Linked DNA regions of Mus musculus: all the other regions are linked to region 3. A link is a contact called in public Hi-C data. All regions are on one chromosome and are shown on one strand. Each heading gives the region's core, a stretch centred on a gene start, on an enhancer-like site or on the middle of the called end of the contact. The rest is flanking DNA. Distances are from core to core; before and after follow the strand shown. Region 1 holds the start of Ptgir (prostaglandin I receptor (IP)). Region 2 holds the start of Ppp5c (protein phosphatase 5, catalytic subunit). Region 3 holds the start of Ube2m (ubiquitin-conjugating enzyme E2M). Region 4 holds the start of Slc1a5 (solute carrier family 1 (neutral amino acid transporter), member 5).

Region 1 (4,771 bases), core at 1,877-4,376, 3.9 Mb before region 3:
ACTTCCTCTTAGGGGTTCAAGATTTCCAAGTCAGATAGGGGATGGGAAATGGGGGAGGCAGACACATTTCTGCAGAAGTTGCTGGAATGCCTTGTGTCCCCTGGGGACCTGGGGTGGGCAGCCAGGGGCCCCCTCAGTGGAAGAGGAGAGCAGACACTCTAACCCCAGTAGACTCGAGTCCACAGAAGCCTCTGGGAATTTTTCTGCTCCCTAAATATTTAGACAGAGAGATGGATGGAGGAGCCCAGGGGCCAGAGCAGCCTGCCCAGGCCCTGGTTATTTTGAGAGAATCCTTCTTGAGAGCCATAGAACCTTCGGCATCCCTCACCCTCTTTCCAAGGCCTCTAGCCACCATACCGAAGGAGGAGAAGCAGCAGCAGACACCCCCAGACTCTGGGGATCAAATATGTGGTTTCTGCTACCGTCAGTTGAGTCCCTGATCTTCTGGCTTCTGGTCCTGTGACAGCGGGCTTAGGATGACATGCAGGACCAGCTCAGATATCAGCAGAGGGAGCAGGCAGCGATGGCCTCTGACTTGGATGGCATTCCCACAGAGCAGCCGTCACCACCAGTCAGAGGCACAGCAGTCAATGGTGCCACCTGTCCCGTGCCCCAGGACGACAGGGGCACCCAGCTCCCTTCCTTAGCCTGGAGAGAAGTAGGAGCCGGTGGGTCTCTTCTCCCCGATGCAGGTCTGGAAAGGGGCGCCTGCAAATCCCCATGGACAGAACGGGCACACAGGCAACACAACCAGAACTTGAGGCGTTGGAAGACAGCCTTTCGGAAAAGGATGAAGACCCAGGGGTCCAGGATGGGGTTGAAGGCGTTGAAGCGGAAGGCGAGGAGGTCCCCCATCTCTCTGCTGTCTGGGGCGATGGCCTGAGTGAAGCCTCGGATCTGAGGGGCAGAACAGGTGACAGATGCATCATGGGTGGTCCTCCCCCATCCTTTCACCCCACCTCCCACTTATTACCCACAGGGATGGGGACTTATGCAGCCGGAGGGGAAGGAAATGAGATAAGATGAAGAAAGATGCAGGCTGAGTTGCTAACGTGTGCAGGCATCCGGGGAGCAGAAGACAGGAAAGCCCCAGGACATAGCAAACACCGGGCAGAGGAAAGACAGGGTGGGGCAGTGGGTACTGACCTACCAGACCCACCGTTTGCGCTGAGGCGACTCCCCACCCCACCCCACCCCCAGCCCACAGAGAAGCCTGAGCCCGCTGAGGCTCCCAAAGCCTCGTGTGGAGCCACCCTTGGAGATGAGTTTGTCAGACATTGTTAATCCTCAAAGGGCTCCAGCACCCCAAATACACTCCAAACCGTGTTCCAACCCCCAGCATAAAAACGTGGCTAGCCCCACTGGCTGCTATAGTGGGAGGGGACAGCACAAGGTCCCTGTGAGGCTGAAAGAAGGGTGTGGGGGACAAGGGCAGGGCCCAGGCTCAGGGAGTGTGTGGGGTGCTCATGGTTATATGGCCAGGCTCCGGGAGGAGAGAGCCAGGATGGAGGAGACTCAGCCAGCCTGTGTGATCTCGGGCAGCAAGCACTATCATCTTTCTATAAAGAGGTTGACAGGATGGGACTTCAGTGTCATTTCCTGCCCAGTGCTTCTGAAATGATTGTGTAAGGTCAATTTGAAATTCATCTGAAGAGGCATTTGGAATGCCATTAAGCGTTGTGTCGGCAGAAAGCAAGTGCCCGTGAGTTGTGGATCCTGTTATCACAACGGTGTGTTGGATAGGGGAGCCGGCTGAGAGGTGTTGACAGGACAGCTAAGGGCTAGAGATTGTCTAGTGGAGGAAAAGAAAGCAGAGAGACTTCTTGGAGTACTCAGGAGTACATGGAACACAAAGTCACCATCTGACCCTTTCTGAGCCTCGGTTTTCACATCTGTCAAATAGACACGACAAGTGGAGAGCACAGATGGATGCTGCCCTCCACTCCTCCCCCTGCACCCCAGCTCCGAGGGACACTCACCATGAGAGGCAGGGAGCACACGGCCATGATGACGGTCATGAGGGCCAGCAGAATCAGGTGGTAAACTTCATCCTCTCGTGCCCGAGAGGTCGGTACAAACGAGCCATGGTGGCGTCTCTGTTGGCGGTACATGTGATAGAGGCTGAGAGTGACGGAGCCGTTGCAGAAGAAGATGGAGGTCACCAACAGGGCCATGAGACTGGCGTAGGCCAGGGAGAAGGCACAGCCGCCAGGCTGGGCGGAACGCATGCGGATGAAGCACCAGCTCCCTGGGCAATACTGCTGATGCTCGCCCAGGCCCAGCAGGGGCAGTGAGCAGAAGAGGCAGCAGAAAGCGTAGATGGAAGGCAAGGCAAAGCGGGCGCAGCGCGGCCCGTCCAGCTGGGCGTACAGGTAGGGGTGACTGAGTGCCAGGCACCGCTCCACAGCCATGGCAAAGAGGATGAGCGTGGAGGCCAGGCCGAAGAACGTCATGGCGAAGGCGAAAGTGTCACACAGCATCGTCCCACCGTGGGCCAGGCCCAGCAGAGAGCTGTTTCGAGCATAGGCCACAAACACTGCAGGGCTCAAGAAGCACGTGCCCAGCAGATCCGTCACCGCCAGCCCAGTGACCAACACCGCAAAGGCCGATGGGTGTGACCTCCGTCGGGCACCCAGGATGCCCAATGCCAGCCCGTTGCCCACTACACCAGCCACGAACATCAGCGTGCTGGTGGCAGGTCCTACCGAGTCTTGAACGTAGGTGATATTCCAGCAGGAGCCTGCCATGCCCTGCCACTCTCTGCCACCTGCACTGAGAGGGCTCCCAGGAGTGACAGAAGGGGGTCCAGGATGTCCATCGCTGGCCATCATCTTCATAGGATCTGGGATCTGCCAGTCAATTCCCAGTTGCCCGTGTGTTTCTGTCTTTTGTTTCTGTCTTCTCCTGTGTCTGTCCCTCTCCTGTTTCTTTCCTTCTCTGTCAGGTCCTTGTCCCTTTGTGCCTCAGTGTTCCCTGTCCCCTACCCCCTGTTCTTTCCTCTACACTTCTCTGTCACCTCCTTGACATTTCTGCTTTCTAGACCCTCCAGCACCTCTGCCTTCTGAAGTCCCTCAGTCTCTCCTGTCTGTGTGCGAGTCTGTGTAGATCTCTGTCAGCTTCTCCCTCCTAGGGCCCGCCCTCCCCCTCCCTCCTCATCTTGCCTCCTCGCCCCAGCTTTTTTCATTTCCTCTCTGCCCCGCCCTCCTCCCCCTGTGCTGGTCTCCAGAGGCCCCCTCGGGCTCCCTGCCTGCTTTCCCTGGCTTGTACCCCATCTCCTGCTCTGAGTATCCGTCTCTTGCCTCTGCCTCTCCTCCTGCCTCTTCCTCATACAGTCCACAGCACAGTCACCTGCTGCCACCTCCACCCCCACTCAACCTTTTCTGTTTTTCATACGTGCCCCCTCCCCAGCATCTCATCTCTATGTCTGTCTGTCTGTCTCTACCTCTGTGTCTGTCTGCCCCACCCCTCTCCAAATGCATTCATATCTAAGTCCCTCTTCGTGTTACCTAGTATCAGAACCTCACCACCACCACCACCACCACCACCAACCCAAGGAAGCCAGACAGGTCCTAGTGCTGAGTGGTTCTCCAGCTTAGCCATGGCCTGAACTGTGTGTGAACAGCCTCTGAGAGCTATTCTGGGCTTCAGGCCCTGGGGTTAGGCCCTGGCCCTGGGATTGAGAAATGACCAGGAAATTCCCCCATGATGTAGTGTTTTCCAGACACCATGGAGAGTCCTGGTCCCTGGACACAATTCACTCCTTCCAGGAGTTGAAGAAGGAGGCCGCCTGACCAGACCTCATCCATGGGCTCCTAGCTCAGGACGCACAGTCCATGCATGGTCTGCAGTTCACAGGGCTTTGGTGACCCACCATTAAAGGTTGACCTTTACTTCGCACCATAGCACTTCCAGGCCCCAGTCACCGCTCACGACACTGACTTCCGATACTAACACTTTGGCGATGGATAGCCATCTCAGGCTCCAGCTCTGCTCCCACACACAAGGCTCCACCCATCCTCCCTCAGCAACACCCTCCCCCGACCATGCCGCCTCCCTCAGATCAGTGTCAGCCCAGCTGTCAGTACAGAGGTGATGGGACCTTCACTGACTCCACAGTTCCTGCTGGAGGGTCAGAGGGGACCTTAGAGACCCCAGTCACCTTGTGTGGCTTCCTTTCCTTTCTTTTCTTTTCCTTTCTTTTCTTTTCTTTTCTTTTTTTAAAAAATCTGTTCTTGCTGCTGCTGCTGCTGCTCTGCTGTTTTTTTAAACAGATTTCACGTGGCCAAGGCTGGCCTCAAACTTTCTATGTAACCAAAAAATGACCTTAACCTTAAAAAAGCAAAAAGATTGTGTGTGTGTGTGTGTGTGTGTGTGTGTGTGTGTGTGTGCTTGTGCGTGTGTGTATGGGTGCACCCATTTCATGGTGTAGAGGACAACTTGCAGGAGTCTCAGTTCTCTCTCTCTTCCCCCACCCCGAGTCTGTCTGTCTGTCTGTCTGTCTCTCTCTGTCTCTGTCTCTCCACCCTGTGGGTTCCTGGGATAAACTCAAGTGTCTGCTTGGCATCAAGGCCTGCAAGCTTTGTTTTCTTTTTTCTTTTTTTTTTTTTCCTCCTCTTTTCTTTTTTTGAGACAGGGGTTCTCTGTGTAGCCCTGGCTGTCCTGGAACTCACTCTGTAGACCAGGCTGGTCTCGAACTCAGAAATCCACCTGCCTCTGCCTCCCAAGTGCTGGGATTAAAGGCATGTGCTACCACTGCCTGGCAACACCCTTG
Region 2 (4,824 bases), core at 1,185-3,684, 4.0 Mb before region 3:
ATAACGTGACTGCCTAGCGGGCATGAAGGCCTGAGTTCCATCCTCAGTACCACATAAGACAGGGCTCAGTGGCACAGACCTGTAATGCCAGCACCTCTTATCTGAAGGTAGCCTGAGTTTAAAGCCAGCAGAGACTATATAGAACCCTGTCAAAAAACACCCAACAAAACCTAATACTTGTGACCTCAGGCCTAACACTCCTCCAGGAAGTCATTTTTGCTTCCCCCAGGTGGACAAGATCTTCCTACACCCCCTAAACAGCCCCTCATTCCAGCTTGATTCACTTTGTTGAACTCAGGCTACCTGTAATGTCCTCTACATGGAGAGTGCTTCTGTTAAGTCTCTCAGGTAAACACTAACTCATATGAACTTTTGGTTAGGTTAGGGTTTTTTGGCTGGGAAAAGGAGAGAGAGGGAGAGAGGGGGGGGGGGGGAGACAGACAGAGAGACAGAGAGAGACACAGAGAGAGAGAGACAGAGAGAGACAGAGAGAGAGAACCCAGGTTGACCTGGAACTAACTCTGTGGCTCATGCTAGCCTGAAACAACTCTGGATAAATCTTCCTCCTCAGCCTCTCAAATGCTGGACTGCAAGGGTGAGCCACCAAGCCAGGCTTCTCTTAAGCCTCCTCTGCATGTATAGGCAGGCACTATTACTAGCTCCTCCTCACAGAGGAAATAATAGTATTGTGGCTTGCTCAAGATCACATAGCTTCAGGAACAATTGGAGCTGGGTTCAAATTTGTTAGAGCAGATACTGCCTCAAAAAAAAAAAAATCAAAAGAAAATTCACTTCCTACATGATCCCACTGGCACTGGCAGGTATAGTCAAATAGGGACTGTGCCTAGAAATTAGATTCAGATTCACTCTCAGTCAGACTCTTCAGGAATACGTTGATGCCTGTGGACACACGTCAAATGGACATGTGTACCAACATCGATTTTCCAGAGTGATTGTTAGTTGTAGTCAGGGGTGGAGCGGGGGAGGTGAGGCTGATACACAGCCTTAAAGCACTTATATATAGTGTTAGTGTCTAGATTGAGGACTTAAAGACTAGAATAGGAAGATACACAGTGGGGTCTGAAGATGTTACTGGAGGCTAGACTACCCGTGGCTTCTCAGAAAGAGTTTGGGTTGTCTCACGAGGGAGCTGGGGAGCCATGGAAGGCTGCGGCGGGTGCCAGTTTTACAGTATTCCAGCAAGATGCCTCTGACTGCCATATGGAAGGTAAACTGGAGGAGGGAGGATGAACGCAAGCATCAGAGGAGGCTGAAGCTCTGATCCAGGCACAGGAAATGCAAGCAGCAACAGTGTCATTTAAAAGATCCCTTTGGGGCTGGGGTGTTGTGGCACACGCCTTTAATCCCAGCACTTGGGAGGCAGAGTTAGGCGAATTTCTGAGTTCAAGGCCAGCCTGGTCTACAGAGTGAGTTCCAGGACAGCCAGGGCTACACAGAGAAACCCTGTCTCGGAAGAAAAAAAAAAATCCCTTTGGTGTGGTTGTTTGTATTCGGAACAGCGTCTCAGGTATCCCAGGCTGGCCTTGAACCTGAAATTCTGATACTGTTGCCTCCACCTATCAAGCCTTCAAATTACTGAGGTGCACCTTTCAGCCTGATTTATATAGTGCTGGAATTGGAACTCAAGCCTGGAGCACTCTAGACAAGTACTCTACCAACTGAGCTACATCCATGACCCTTTAAAAGGTTTTTTCTAGGACTTGACATGATGATGCAAAGCTTTAATCCCAACACTTGGGAGGTACAGGCAGCTGGGTCTTTGAATTCAAGGCCAGCCTGGTTTATATAGCAAGTTCCAGGCTAGCCAGGGTTGCATAATTAAATCCTATCTCAAAATAAAAAAATAAAATAAATTAATAAGGATGCTGTTGGGCTCGGAACAAACATGGTACAATTGAGACTTGTCAAGACTTGAAGATCGGGATGCCTTGTTAATAATTCAAAAAGAGCCTTGATTTGCAACGTTCAAGTTTTATTTTGTTTGCTTGAGAAACTACCCATTTTCCAAAAGGGTTACTGAGGAGACAAGAGATAAACTTGTTCAAGGTCACACGAGTAATTGGCAGCACCCAGCTCCAGAGCAAACTCCGGGTTGGGCAGGGTGCTGGTTTGAAAGCAGCCCCACCCGCCGGAGGCAACGCAACCCAATCACCAACCCTAAAGGAAGCCGGGATCTCCAAGAAACTTTTGCAGCCTCGCAACTTTGGGAGTAGGCGCCCTCCCGGCCTGCCCCCATCCACAAGGCCCCTTCTCTCCTTTCTGATTGGCTACTTCTACAAGTACAAGTACGGTCTGGATACCCTCTGGTCACCTTGTCCTCCCGGCGCTCTGGGGGCGGGGGCGGGGGGGGGGGGAAGTTGGGGGGGACGCCGCGCAGGCGCGTCAGGAGTGCCTTTGGGGCCCGCGCTTTACGACACTTGTGCGGCAGCGGCGGCGGTCACTCGGCACTCCTTCGCGACGGTTCGGCCTGGTGCCGCGAGCGGCCGTTGCCAGGGTGGGGGTCGCTTTGCGGCATGGCGATGGCGGAGGGCGAGCGGACTGAGTGTGCTGAGACCCCCCGGGACGAACCCCCGGCCGATGGCACTCTGAAGCGGGCAGAGGAGCTCAAGACACAGGCCAACGACTACTTCAAAGGTGCGCCCGGCCCGGACGGGGTGAGGGAGGGTGGACAGCGGCCCAGGCTGTGGGGGTGCCAGGCCCGGCGGGGAACCATGGCAACGCGGAGCGGCAGCCTGGGCGCCGGGCAAGCACTACAGAGTAGCCAGGCGCGAGGAGGAGGCTCAGGCTGGACGACAGACTGGGGAGAGCTGCTGAGAAGTGGATACCAAGCAGAAGCCACTCACTGGGGAGACTGAGGCAGGCGCTGCTACACGATAGGGGAAAAGCAGGGGGCCGACATGTGAGTGCTACCAAATGTGAGACCTGGACAGAGGTGCTAAATGGTGGTCAGACCTGAAGAGGGCGCTACCAAATAGTGACATGTGTTTAGGGCAGTGATGGCGCTGCCGAGTGGGGAGGCCTGAGATGAGTATGACCGAGAAGAGAAGGCCCAATAGAGAAGGGAATTATGGGGATGGAGGTAGATAATTATATTGGAAGGCGATTTGGGGTGATCCAAGGAAACGAGTAGGGTGGAGAGGTGGAGCAGGAACGAATAGGGTGATCTTGGGCTAAGAGTGCCATGTGGGAGGACATGTCTCCGTTCATTCATTCTTTCAGTACACTTGTATTAAATAAGTGTCATGTGCTACACGGCCTGTGCTTGGCTCTGAGGCTGCAGCGATGAATGCAACACATGACTCGGATTTAAGCAGAACCAATCATTGCAAACTTGTGATGATCACTTTGGGTCAAGGTGACAACACAGGAAATACAGCTTAGAGTCTGCTTTCGATGGTGAGGTCGGGAGTGCCTGGAGAAAGAGGCTTTTTGAGGCGAATTGACAAGGAGTTTTACACGTGGGTCCTGACCACTGAGTTTGTGTGAAGACCCTGGGGTGGAGAGTGATTGAAAACAGACTGGCTTGGCTGGAGTTTGAGGAAACTGGGGGTACGAGGGGAAGACTGATACAAGAGAAGATTAAGATAAGGGGACAGAGCATGCAAAATCTGAATTCGTCACAAAGATGAGTTTTGGGTTTCCTTCGCTGTCCGAAAAGGGACATTGAGTGGGTAGATGGGACCAGTCTGGACTGGAGAAAATTTTGAGTGTAACCAGCCTATGGTTGGAGGTGCCCTGGGAATGGATGAAGTCACCAGAGAGTGGGATCTAGAGAGAACCTAGGATGGAGTTTTCATGTTTACAGCGGAAAAGGGGCTACTGAGGAGAAGTGACTGAGGTGGAAGAGAAACCAGGAAAGGTGCCACAGGCTAAGAAAACAAGGTTCTTCCGGAAAGAAAGCCACGTGCCTGATCACCTAGCCCCAGGCACTGTCCATCAGAGCTTTTGCTCCCAGAGGAACGCGGTGACGTTAACAGCAGTTGTAGATGATAAAGAGGCTGCCAGCCCAGAAGACCCTGGCTGGTGAAGGCAAGTGAGGAATTGGAGACCAACAGGCACAAGTGTCTCGGTTCTGAAAGGGAATGGAGAATTGGGGGCAGATGGCAAGAGGGAGTAGGTGGGGGTCCTAGGGATGCTTTTTCAGCTATGGCCCAAAAGAGAAACAGACCCAGCTGTAACAGATCTGGAGGAGGTGGGGGAAGGTGAGAAGGATTTAGAGTCCTTGGGGAAAGGTGCCCACCCCCCATGGGGATAAGCCCAGACATGGTGCTTGCCTGTCATCCCAGCTCTCTGGAGGTGGAGGTGGGAGGATTGTGAAGACCAAGGAGAGAGGTGAGGCCAGAGTTAGAGCCTTCGGGGGCTGAGTGGTTTTATAGGTGTCATCCTAACGGTGGCTTGGAGCTGTGGAGGGGTTTTAGGAGAGTGGTCCAGTTACTTTGGGTACTGGTCCTCCTTGCTGTTCAGAGACTGGATTCAAAGGCCAGGCTGGAGAGAGGAGACTGGAAGGGAAGACAGGTGAGGGGTGGAGCCTTTGACCAGGCTAGTGGGAGGAACTGAGGCTGGCTGCCCAGAGACGGGGAGGGGAGCAGGTGGCTAAGGTGAGTGGAGCCTGGCACTAGGGAGTGGGGCAGAAGTGGAGGTGGTTAGAAGGGTTAGGATGCAGCTACACATAGAAGGTGGGAGGGGACTTGAGCTGTCAGCAGAGGCCCTGGAGAGCTAAAGCTGGTCCAGATTCATGCCTTCTAAAGAACGGGGCTTAGGGCGGGGTGGGGCTGCTAGAAGGGAGGGAAGTTAATGAGTGTG
Region 3 (4,817 bases), core at 231-2,730:
ATGTATCTGTAACCACAGCACTCAGGAAACAGAGACAACAGGAATAATGTTAGTTCAAGATCAGCCTGGACTACGTGCTGAGTTTGGACTACAGAGATGGATCCTATCTGGAAGAAAGCAAGCCAGAAAAACAACAGCTGCACAAAAATAGTCAGCATAGATAGTAACTGACAAAAATGGTAACTGACAAGACAGTAATGAACAGTTCTAGAGTGATTTGTCTGAGTCTCAGAATGAGCTAGCCTTAAAAAGTCAGGAGGAGGAGGGTGCTGCTGGCTAAGTCTGGAATGTAGAACCGCGGGTCATGCTGGGTGGCACAAATGCTGTCAGATGGCAAAGAGCAGAACAGAGTCCGAACCTGTTCTGGCCATGTTTTTCAAGCTGTGACCAGACAAGCAACAAGAAGCATTTAGACTCTGGCTTCGGCTGGATTCCTAGATGACAGCCTGAAGTCACTGACCCATCCTGAGCTATTTCCTTCTGCCTCCCAAGCACCCTAAGCTCACTCAACATAAGCCAATCGAGAGGCACAATGCCACTCGAGAGAGCCAATGCCACTTCTGCTGTTCTCTAAGCCGCAGTTATGAGTCCTATACCCACGTCCACCTTGGACCCTAGAACTACACAGTTGCTCACAGCCTGTTGCACAATAGAAATCTATTTTAAGGAACAAGAGTCTCGATGTGTTGCCTAGGGTATCCCTGAGCGCCTGGGCTCAAGCCAACTTGATGCCTCAAGCCTCCAGAGCAATTCGAAATTTAAACTAGTTTACATCAATCCGAATCTGGGATTGCGGTGGGATTAGGGGAGCCTGCTTCTGCACCCTTCGACAACGTCCCTTAAAACGTCCAGGCCCTGCGTTTGCTGAATCCTCAGAGAGCAAAGATCCAGTCTAGCCCGGTTCCGCTGCGCTCCGCGTAAGTGTAAGATTGAATGGAACCACCGAGAGCCAAACGGCCACTCACTACCCGCCTCGCTCAAAAATGGTCGCAAGCACTGCTTCCTACTCTACTGGGTGCGCGTCCCAGGAAGTACCCGCTAGACCGCCGAATAGTCACCTCCACAAACGGAAATACCCGAGCTTAACCGAAAAAGACCGAACCTCAAACTACAATGAGGAGGAACCAGGGGGCTGCAAGGGTTGCGCAGGCGCAGAGCACAGCTGAGGCAGGAAAAACCGAAGTGGGCAGGCGACGGAAAGTGCCGAAGCGGCGGGGCGCCCGAGGCCGTTGCCGACCTCCGCATCGAAGCCGCGCCTGCCGCGGAAGCTGAGCCTCCACCGGTACCCTGCGGTACCCTGCCGCCGCAAGCGCGGCTACCGCCTCCTCCTTCCACCTCACCGCAGCCTCCTAGCAGAGGGAGCAAGTAGGCGGGAGAGCGGCGGACCTGTAAAGGCCGGCGTCCGCAGCCGCAGCGGGGCCTCACCAGACCCAAGCGGAAGAGGGGGAGGAGGGCGCGGGGACCGTAGCAGGGGCGGGGCCGAGGATCGCCGAGTCCTCCCGAGCACCTCCGAACACACCCGAGGTGCTTAGCCAGGCCAGAGCCGGACTACGGGAGCCGAGGCGGGCCGTGCGGTGGGCGCGGAGCAGCGCGGCAGGCCGGGCGAGCGGCAGCGGAGGAGGCCGCGGTAGCGGGTCCGAGGAGCGGAAGCGGCGCAGGCGGCGGCGGGGGGCCGGGTGGCCGGGGTCCCGGGCCCCCGCGGCGGCGGGCTGCGGCGGCGGCGGCAGGATGATCAAGCTGTTCTCGCTGAAGCAGCAGAAGAAGGAGGAGGAGTCGGCCGGCGGCACCAAGGGCAGCAGCAAGAAGGCGTCGGCGGCGCAGCTCCGGATTCAGAAGGGTAGGGGTCGGGACCCTGCGTTCGAGGTCAGGGACCGTGGCGAGAAAATGCGGCCCCTGATATTTGGTATTGGTGGTCAGGTTTCGAGGGTTGTGATGCGGGACTGGGGGTGCGGTCACTAGGGAGGGTCATAGATTGGGGCGTTGGGATACTCGGGCCTGGAGTGTTAGGGACGCGGAATCTGTTAGGGGAGGGGTATAGTTTTGAGAGTCAGACGAGAACTTTGCTCTGGGGTGCCGTGTCGTGAAGATTGTGAAGGTTACGAATTGGGAATAAGTGGGAGACGGTTTAGTGTTTTAAACTGGGGACTCGTGGCCCAAGACTCAGGTCCAGAGGGTCAGGCAGAGCAATTTTGAGTTTGAGGTGAAGAGGAGGGAGAAAAGAAGGTTACAGGAACTAAAAAATGTGAGTGTGGGTCAATTTAAGCTACCATACAGGAAATCTCAAGGATGAGATGGGATCTTGGGCTTGTAATAAGATGGAGACGAGGAAGGACAGTGGAGGTGGGTGGTTGATGAGAAGGGGTGACTTAGTGTTGGGGGGCCGGTGTCATGGTCCTTGAATTGCGGTGGACAGATAAACAGTAGTGAGTGGAGATAATGACTAGAGATAGAAAACCTCAGGTTTAAGGTGCTCAGGGTTCTTGGAAGCAAGGGTTATGGGAGTAGAGGTTCTTGGGGACTATGTTGTGGGAACTTGTGGAGGACTTAGCTGGGTAAGGGTTTTCCCAAGAGATGGGCAGTTATACTTGAAGATGCTTGTATATGGGATACTGTGTATCCAGAAGAGTCCACGTAGAGACTGGAAAGTGGAAAGAATATGGAGTAGTACAGACTGAGTTAAAGTACACCACACAAAGCTCTTCAGGTCTAGAAAGCGAACTTATGGGTTCTGCTGACACATGCCCAGACCTCCTTTCTTTTACCTGTTTCTCTCCCTTTCCATGCTGTCCAAACCTAGACATTAACGAGCTGAACCTGCCCAAGACGTGTGACATCAGCTTCTCAGACCCAGACGACCTCCTCAACTTCAAGCTGGTGATCTGTCCTGATGAAGTAAGAGTAAAACAGGGCAGGATTCCCAAGAACAGACCAGGGGTGGCCCCATAAGAGTAGGGTCTTCATTCACTCTCCCCCTTCCTCTTCCAGGGCTTCTACAAAAGTGGCAAGTTTGTATTCAGCTTTAAGGTGAGTCTCAAGTGTACAAAGGTAGCTCTGTGGAGAAGACTGGGTACAACCAAAACACCTTCCCATCTCCTTTCTCTTTTTACACCTTCCCATCTCCTTTCTCTTTTTCTGGAGCCAGGTGGGACAGGGTTACCCACATGACCCTCCCAAGGTGAAGTGTGAAACAATGGTTTATCATCCCAACATTGACCTCGAGGGCAACGTCTGCCTCAACATCCTCAGGTGAGGGCACTGCCTTCCTTTCCCTCCCAAGACCTGCCTTCCAGGTATCCTCAGCCTTCTGTGGACACTGCATCTATCTCTGTCCTTCCCTCCCCTTTATGGTCAATCTGTTTCTGTCTTAGTTGTTTTTCTAATGACCTGACCTTGGCTTTCTCTGTGTCCTGCCCTGTCCCGTATCTTCACTCTTAGATCTCACACTTCAATGTTAAAAGGCCTTCTATGGGCCTAACCTGTTCAGTATTAGCAGGGCCTGTAGCAGCCTCCCACTCACCAGCCCCTGATAACCTTGATGCTCTCTGCCCACAGAGAGGACTGGAAGCCAGTCCTTACGATAAACTCCATAATTTATGGCCTGCAGTATCTCTTCTTGGTAAGTAGGGTTAGGCATTTGAAGCTGAGGGTTTGTTGGCCATCTGCCTCTCTCTTGCCTGTTGACTTCCACTTGTACCGGCCACAGGAGCCGAACCCTGAGGACCCACTGAACAAGGAGGCTGCTGAGGTCCTGCAGAACAACCGGCGGCTGTTTGAACAAAATGTGCAGCGCTCCATGAGAGGTGGTTACATCGGGTCCACCTACTTCGAGCGCTGCCTGAAATAGGGTTAGCAATTACCCATCCCTGCCAGGGTTACCGGCCCAGGCATCCCCTGCAAATATTTATTGGGGGCCCGGGTAAGGTGTGTGGGGTAGCCTTGGCCCCTGCCTTGGCCTTGCCTCTCTTCCCTGTCACCTGCCCCTAGTTATTTTTTTTTTGACCACCACGTGATTATGGTCGGTGCTGCCTCCCCCCCGACCTGCTCAGCGATGGGAAATGAATTGGCTTGTTTAGCGCCCCCCCCCTCCCGCTGGGTGCTGTCCAACTCCCCACTCTTGACTGTGGGGTAAGTGGGCAATGGGCCTGGGTCGCTAGGCCCAAGCAACCCACCCCACCACCACTGGAGGTCCCACCAGGCTATTAAAGGGGAATGTTACTGCATGGCCTCTGCCTCTTCCTTCTGTGGGGTGGGAGGTACAAGTGAGGTCCACCAGCGTCTATAATGAAGATAAATGTGGCCGTGGATTGGGTGGGACCACTCACTGGGATGAGGTGCAAGCAATGGAAGAATCGGCTAATTTCAGCTCCTGGACCTTACACCAACATAAGGGAGCCTACAAGTCATTTCCAGGCTTGCCCCTTTATGCCATGTGTGGGCCTAATTTGGTTCGAGCCAAGCACTTGCTAAAATGCCATTTATTAACTGCCCAAAAGTGGGTGGAGTATGGGCCTTCCAGAATGAATAGCCAGTCGAGCTGTGCTCCCGCCATGGGCCTGTGAGGCTGGCTTGGGTGGGACCTGTACCTTCTGCTGAGGTGCGTGGCCCTTTGCGCATGCGCTTCTGTGGCTGGCTGTGCGCGTGCGTCCTAGCACTTCCCAGCATTCCCGGAGAGGGTGGGTCGTGTGACGTCAGGTCGCTTAATCCGGAAACGGCGGCCGCAGCAGGGGCTACCGAACCGAGGGGTTGTCGTTGGTGGAGTCTCAAGGCTTCGGAGGGGTAGAGGCGTGACCCGGAAGCGGAAACCCATCGTTCTCTCG
Region 4 (4,461 bases), core at 1,894-4,393, 3.7 Mb before region 3:
GACAAGGTTACACAGTATGACCCCGTCTAAAACCCCATGGATAAGTAAAGGAAAACTAAGGCACAGAAAGGCAAGAAACTTTCTCAAGAGAGATTGTCCTTGTTCTTGGGAGTTGAGAGGCCCTCATGTGGTCCGGGATGGCCTAGAACTCCTGATCCTCTTGCCCCCGCCTCACCGTGCCGGGGTCTGGCAGTGTGGGGCAGCCATGTCTGACTTGTACTACCTACCCTCTTGAACACGGGCTTAAGCATTCACATGGCCAGGGGCGGGATTGAAGGTGGCACCATGCCAGTGGTGATGCATGCCTTTCCAGCACTCAGGGGACAAGAGGCAGGTCAGGGATTTCTGAGTCCCAGGAACAGAGAAACCCTAGCTCAGCAATCCCTCCCCCTGCCCGGGAAAAAAACAAAACAAAACACCTTAAAAGAAAGTGGTCCTGTGCGGGAGACTGGGGGGTCAGGGGAGCTAGATGAAGATTCCCAGCATGCATATGGCAGCTTACAACGACCTCTAACTTCAGTCCCAGGGAATCCAATAACCTCTTTCGGCATCTGCAGGCACCAGGCACACATGTAACGCACACACATACACGCAGGCAAGACACTCACACACATAAAATAAAAGCGTAAAGAGTATCCAGTCCCTCGTGGGTTGTATGTGTGCCTCCCAGCTGGTTTAAGGCCACGCGGGCTTCTCAGTGCCTAGGTTTACATGCTTGAAAGCTGGGCGTGAAGTATCCTGGCCTAGAGAGTGTGAGTTCCAGCTGTTTTGAGCTTGCCTGGGAGGAAAAGCCTCAGCTCACAAACAGCCTGAAGGTGGGTGTGCCGCCTCGCCACCCAGGGCAGGGCCCAGGATCCAGCTAATCTCCATCAGCCAGAAGGCATCCTCAATACGGACACCAAGGGCACAACCCTTCATGTCATCCCATACGATGGCCCAGAAGCAGAGGATGCCCGGTTTTCTGACTCACGGTTTCCACATCCCCACCACCCCACCCACCTCACTTCTCTCTTCCTTCCAGGAAGTCCCCAATCTGAAGATACTGAATCAGAGGCCCTCATGGCAGGACCACGTGGACCGGGAGTCTAGAGTCCTCCAAAGTGGGAAGGGTACAAGGATAAAATGTCACTCTCTGCTTTGGGGAAGGCACTGAAGGGGACATACAAGAGGAAATGAGATGGTAGGGCAGGGAGGGCGAAGGCACCGGAAGTCTGACTGCCTGGCCCAGGTGAACCAAGTAGGGTTAGAGGGAACAAGAAGCTGTGTTCCGGGGACATTCGAGCACACTCCTATCGCTGGGAATCAGGCAGCCTCTCACATCACCATTGGGCCTCCACCGGCTCATAGGAGTGAAAAGGTCACAGACCCTGGGTCCAAATCCTTATCCAGGAGCCTCATCTCTGCCCCTCTGCCACAAAAGAATCCCTCCAGAAGTTTGCACAACGTTCTTGTTTGTTTGTTTTTGTGGTTCTTCATAACTTTCATGGGGGGGGGGTGGCTCTTCTTAGGGCAGTCCTTGTATCTTTTATAACACTTCCCTTGCAAGCCAAGGAAGGAGGCCGAGGCAAGAGAGCAGCCTGAGATACTTGTAGCAGACTTGTTTTCAGTAAGCTAAATGATGCTCCTTCATCCCAGCCACTAGGGTGATGGAGGTAGGGCGCTAAGGAGAGTTCAAGGACAGGCTTGGCTGTACGAGACCCTGTACTGTCTCCAAAAAGCGTAACAAGACTAAGAAGGCTTATTATTTTTCCTTCCTCTAAAAGCCCTCCATGTTTAGGCCCGCCCCCAAATTTGGAGAACTTCCGTAAAAGTTCACCCTTCCAAGATGTTAGCGGTCCTGTCACCGTTACCTTATTTTCCTAGATTCTAGAAGGCATGACTCAATCTGGAGGACTCAACCTTGGTGACTAGTGGCGGCACACACGGGTAATCCCTGTACTCAGAGGGGGTAAAGCAGAAAGATTGCACGCTTGCACTGGCCCCTAACCACCCCACTGCCTGGCGGGAACGTACCTCACGAGATCTAGAAAGGAATCCAGCACCTCTTTGGTTGGTGCACTGCGGGCACAGGGGTCTACAACAGAGTCGTTGATGGAGGTGATGGCGGTAACGGCGGCGCCCGGCTTCAGCGCCAGGGCCAAACCCACGCCGAGCGCCGACGCGAGCAGTGTGGTGACCAGGAAAAAGAGCAGCGCCCAGGCGCCCACACGACCGAGCGCGCTAGGGTCCAAGCTGGCTGCACCTCCGATCAGGCTGCACACCACGAGCGGCAGGATGATCATCTTCAGCAGACGCAGCAGCAGCTCTCCCGGGAAGGCGAAAGCGGTCAAGCGCGCGGGACCCAGCGCGTCAGCACCGCCCGCCGCCGAGACCCCCAGCCCCAGCCCCACGCCAGCCACCACCGCAGCCACCGTGAGCAGCACCAGCAGGTTGGCGCGAATGCAGCGGCGCACCCGGTCACGGGAACCGCAGCAACCACCTGCTTTCGCACTCTGGTCCTCTCTGGATCCCAGCGCGGGGCCACCGTTCGCGGTGGAATCCACCGCTACTACCCCTTTGGGGTCAGCCTTAGGGGGATCCACTGCCATGCTGAGCCGTAACAGGGAGGTTCCTTGTGAGCCTGGAGACTAGGTGTGACGTCCTTAGGACCGAGAATGGAGGCTGAAACTTTGCAGCGGTCCTTGAAGTTATGCGTCCACCGGATCTCGGAAACTGGAGGGTCCTAGGCTCCCTGAGCTGTATGCGGAGATCCCTTTATTTTTCCTGGTGATGTCGAATCCCCGAAAACTGGGAGTTGAGAGCGCCTTGTTGGAGTAGGGAACAGCTCTTCAGAGGGTTCTTTGACTCCCTGAAGGAGTAAGGAAACTCAGGTAGCTGAGGTCTTCAGGAAGCTCAACCCAAGTGGCATAGATCCGGGATGCCTTGCTCCGGGAGACCGAGATCCCAGGATTAGGACGCCTGGCTCTCGGACTCTTGGGTACTGGAGCCCTAGAAGGAGTGGACCGAGCGTTTCGGGCTCTGGAGAGAAAAATCAAATTTCCAGATGCAAATAGGAAGCAGCCCGGGGGATATGGAAAGTGGCGCCAAGGAGAAACCTCCCAGGCCGCGCCGCGTGTCTCTGAGGCTGCTAGACGGAAGCGACCAGGATTAAAGGCGGAGGGGCGTGACTTGAAAAAGCGGAGGGCGGGACTTGAAAAGGCGGAGGCCGTCCCGCAAGCGCTGATTGGTTATGGAACATTCGGCGCCAGGTGGCGAGCGAGGGGCGGAGCCAAGATCACAGTGGGCAACCTAGGGTGAATAACAATGCATAGCCAGGGGCGGGGCCGGGGCAAGGGCATCGAGCCAGAAAGGGTGCAAAGCCTCCAAAAGGGGCGGGGCGTTGGGAAACTATCCAACCCACACCCACCCACACGCACCTCACCACTGGTCAAAAGAATCTAATTGTGGATCATATCTGATATTCCACAGAAGGACCCCTAGAAAGGGCAGACAGATGAGTGGCACACACCTTTAATCCCTGCTCTCAGGAGGCAGAGGCAGGCAGATAGATCTCTGTGAGTTCAAGATCAGCCTTGGTTGGTCTACAGAGCGAGTTCTAGGGCTGCCAGGGCTACATAAAGAAAAAGAAACCCAGTCTGTAGAAACAAATTGGGGAAAGGGAGGGAGGAGGGGCCAGTAGGCCCCAACATTGAATGTGGGGGATTTGAACTCAGGCCCTCATGCTTGAGCTGCAACCCAGTCTCTTTCCTCAGATAGTCACAGATTGGGTCCTCCCCACAGGAGCATGGCACATGCAACACACACAAATAAACAAATATATAAATAAATGTAGCAAAAAATATTTAAATGGCCAGTTCACCACAAACATTCTTAGTTTAGACACTGTTACCCATCAACTGTAAGAATAACAGACTTAGAGAGGAGGAGGAGGAGGAGGAGGAAGAGGAGGAGGAAAGAGGTCTGCTGAATCCAGAATCTTTGGGACATGTAGGGTGGGGAAAATGAGGCTGAAGTTTGTGGATCAGGATTGGCTAGGAGCGTTCTGCCCCACTGCCTGCCCCTAGTAAGAGAAATACTCAAACTGGTTCCAGCCAGCTCTTTGGCCCAACCTCCTACCCGGATTCCTTGTGATTTCATCAGTGGGAGAAAGGTCTGGGGCTTCCCAAAGGGTGAAGCAGGGTAGTGAGAGGCTGGGCTGAAGGAGGAGGACAGCCAAGAGTCCCTTCCTGAACTCTGTTGACCACTTGAGAAACGCCCTGAAGAATGGCTCTTTTGGAAAGTCTGGAGCTTGCCTGGAGGTGGAGCAAAGGAGGCTACAGGGCTCAGTCTGTTCTACCAGGCGCTCACCCGCAGCTCTCAGGACTGCAATCCCAACTATGGAAGGATTCCAAGGTCATGACCAGCCTGGGCCACAGACATCAGAGTAAAGATGGGAATGAGGGGCTGCTGGGAAAGGCTAGC

Evidence for each region. A called contact is a pair of places that touch in the nucleus more often than the background predicts.
Region 1: a Hi-C map of B cells shows a contact between it and region 3, with 5 read pairs. The contact joins the promoter of Ptgir here to the promoter of Ube2m in region 3. A contact is called at or near these places in 1 of 39 promoter capture datasets (cranial neural crest) and 1 of 484 Hi-C or Micro-C datasets (B cells).
Region 2: a Hi-C map of B cells shows a contact between it and region 3, with 6 read pairs. The contact joins the promoter of Ppp5c here to the promoter of Ube2m in region 3. A contact is called at or near these places in 2 of 39 promoter capture datasets (cranial neural crest and frontonasal cranial neural crest) and 1 of 484 Hi-C or Micro-C datasets (B cells).
Region 4: a Hi-C map of B cells shows a contact between it and region 3, with 6 read pairs. The contact joins the promoter of Slc1a5 here to the promoter of Ube2m in region 3.

The regions. Positions count from the first base shown.
Region 1 is chr7:16,904,845-16,909,615 of GRCm38.p6, reverse strand. It overlaps Ptgir (prostaglandin I receptor (IP)), which reads right to left and starts at 3,126. Exons shown (of 2, transcript NM_008967.3): 1 at 1,980-3,126; 2 at 1-897. The coding sequence starts at 2,831. The coding sequence ends at 502.
Region 2 is chr7:17,025,524-17,030,347 of GRCm38.p6, reverse strand. Ppp5c (protein phosphatase 5, catalytic subunit) reads left to right here and starts at 2,434. Exons shown (of 13, transcript NM_011155.2): 1 at 2,434-2,655. The coding sequence starts at 2,535.
Region 3 is chr7:13,034,641-13,039,457 of GRCm38.p6, reverse strand. It overlaps Ube2m (ubiquitin-conjugating enzyme E2M), which reads left to right and starts at 1,480. Exons shown (of 6, transcript NM_145578.3): 1 at 1,480-1,837; 2 at 2,798-2,892; 3 at 2,986-3,024; 4 at 3,143-3,246; 5 at 3,553-3,616; 6 at 3,704-4,338. The coding sequence starts at 1,729. The coding sequence ends at 3,844. It overlaps Chmp2a (charged multivesicular body protein 2A), which reads left to right and starts at 4,681. Exons shown (of 6, transcript NM_026885.3): 1 at 4,681-4,817.
Region 4 is chr7:16,780,028-16,784,488 of GRCm38.p6, reverse strand. It overlaps Slc1a5 (solute carrier family 1 (neutral amino acid transporter), member 5), which reads right to left and starts at 3,143. Exons shown (of 9, transcript NM_009201.2): 1 at 2,014-3,143. The coding sequence starts at 2,588.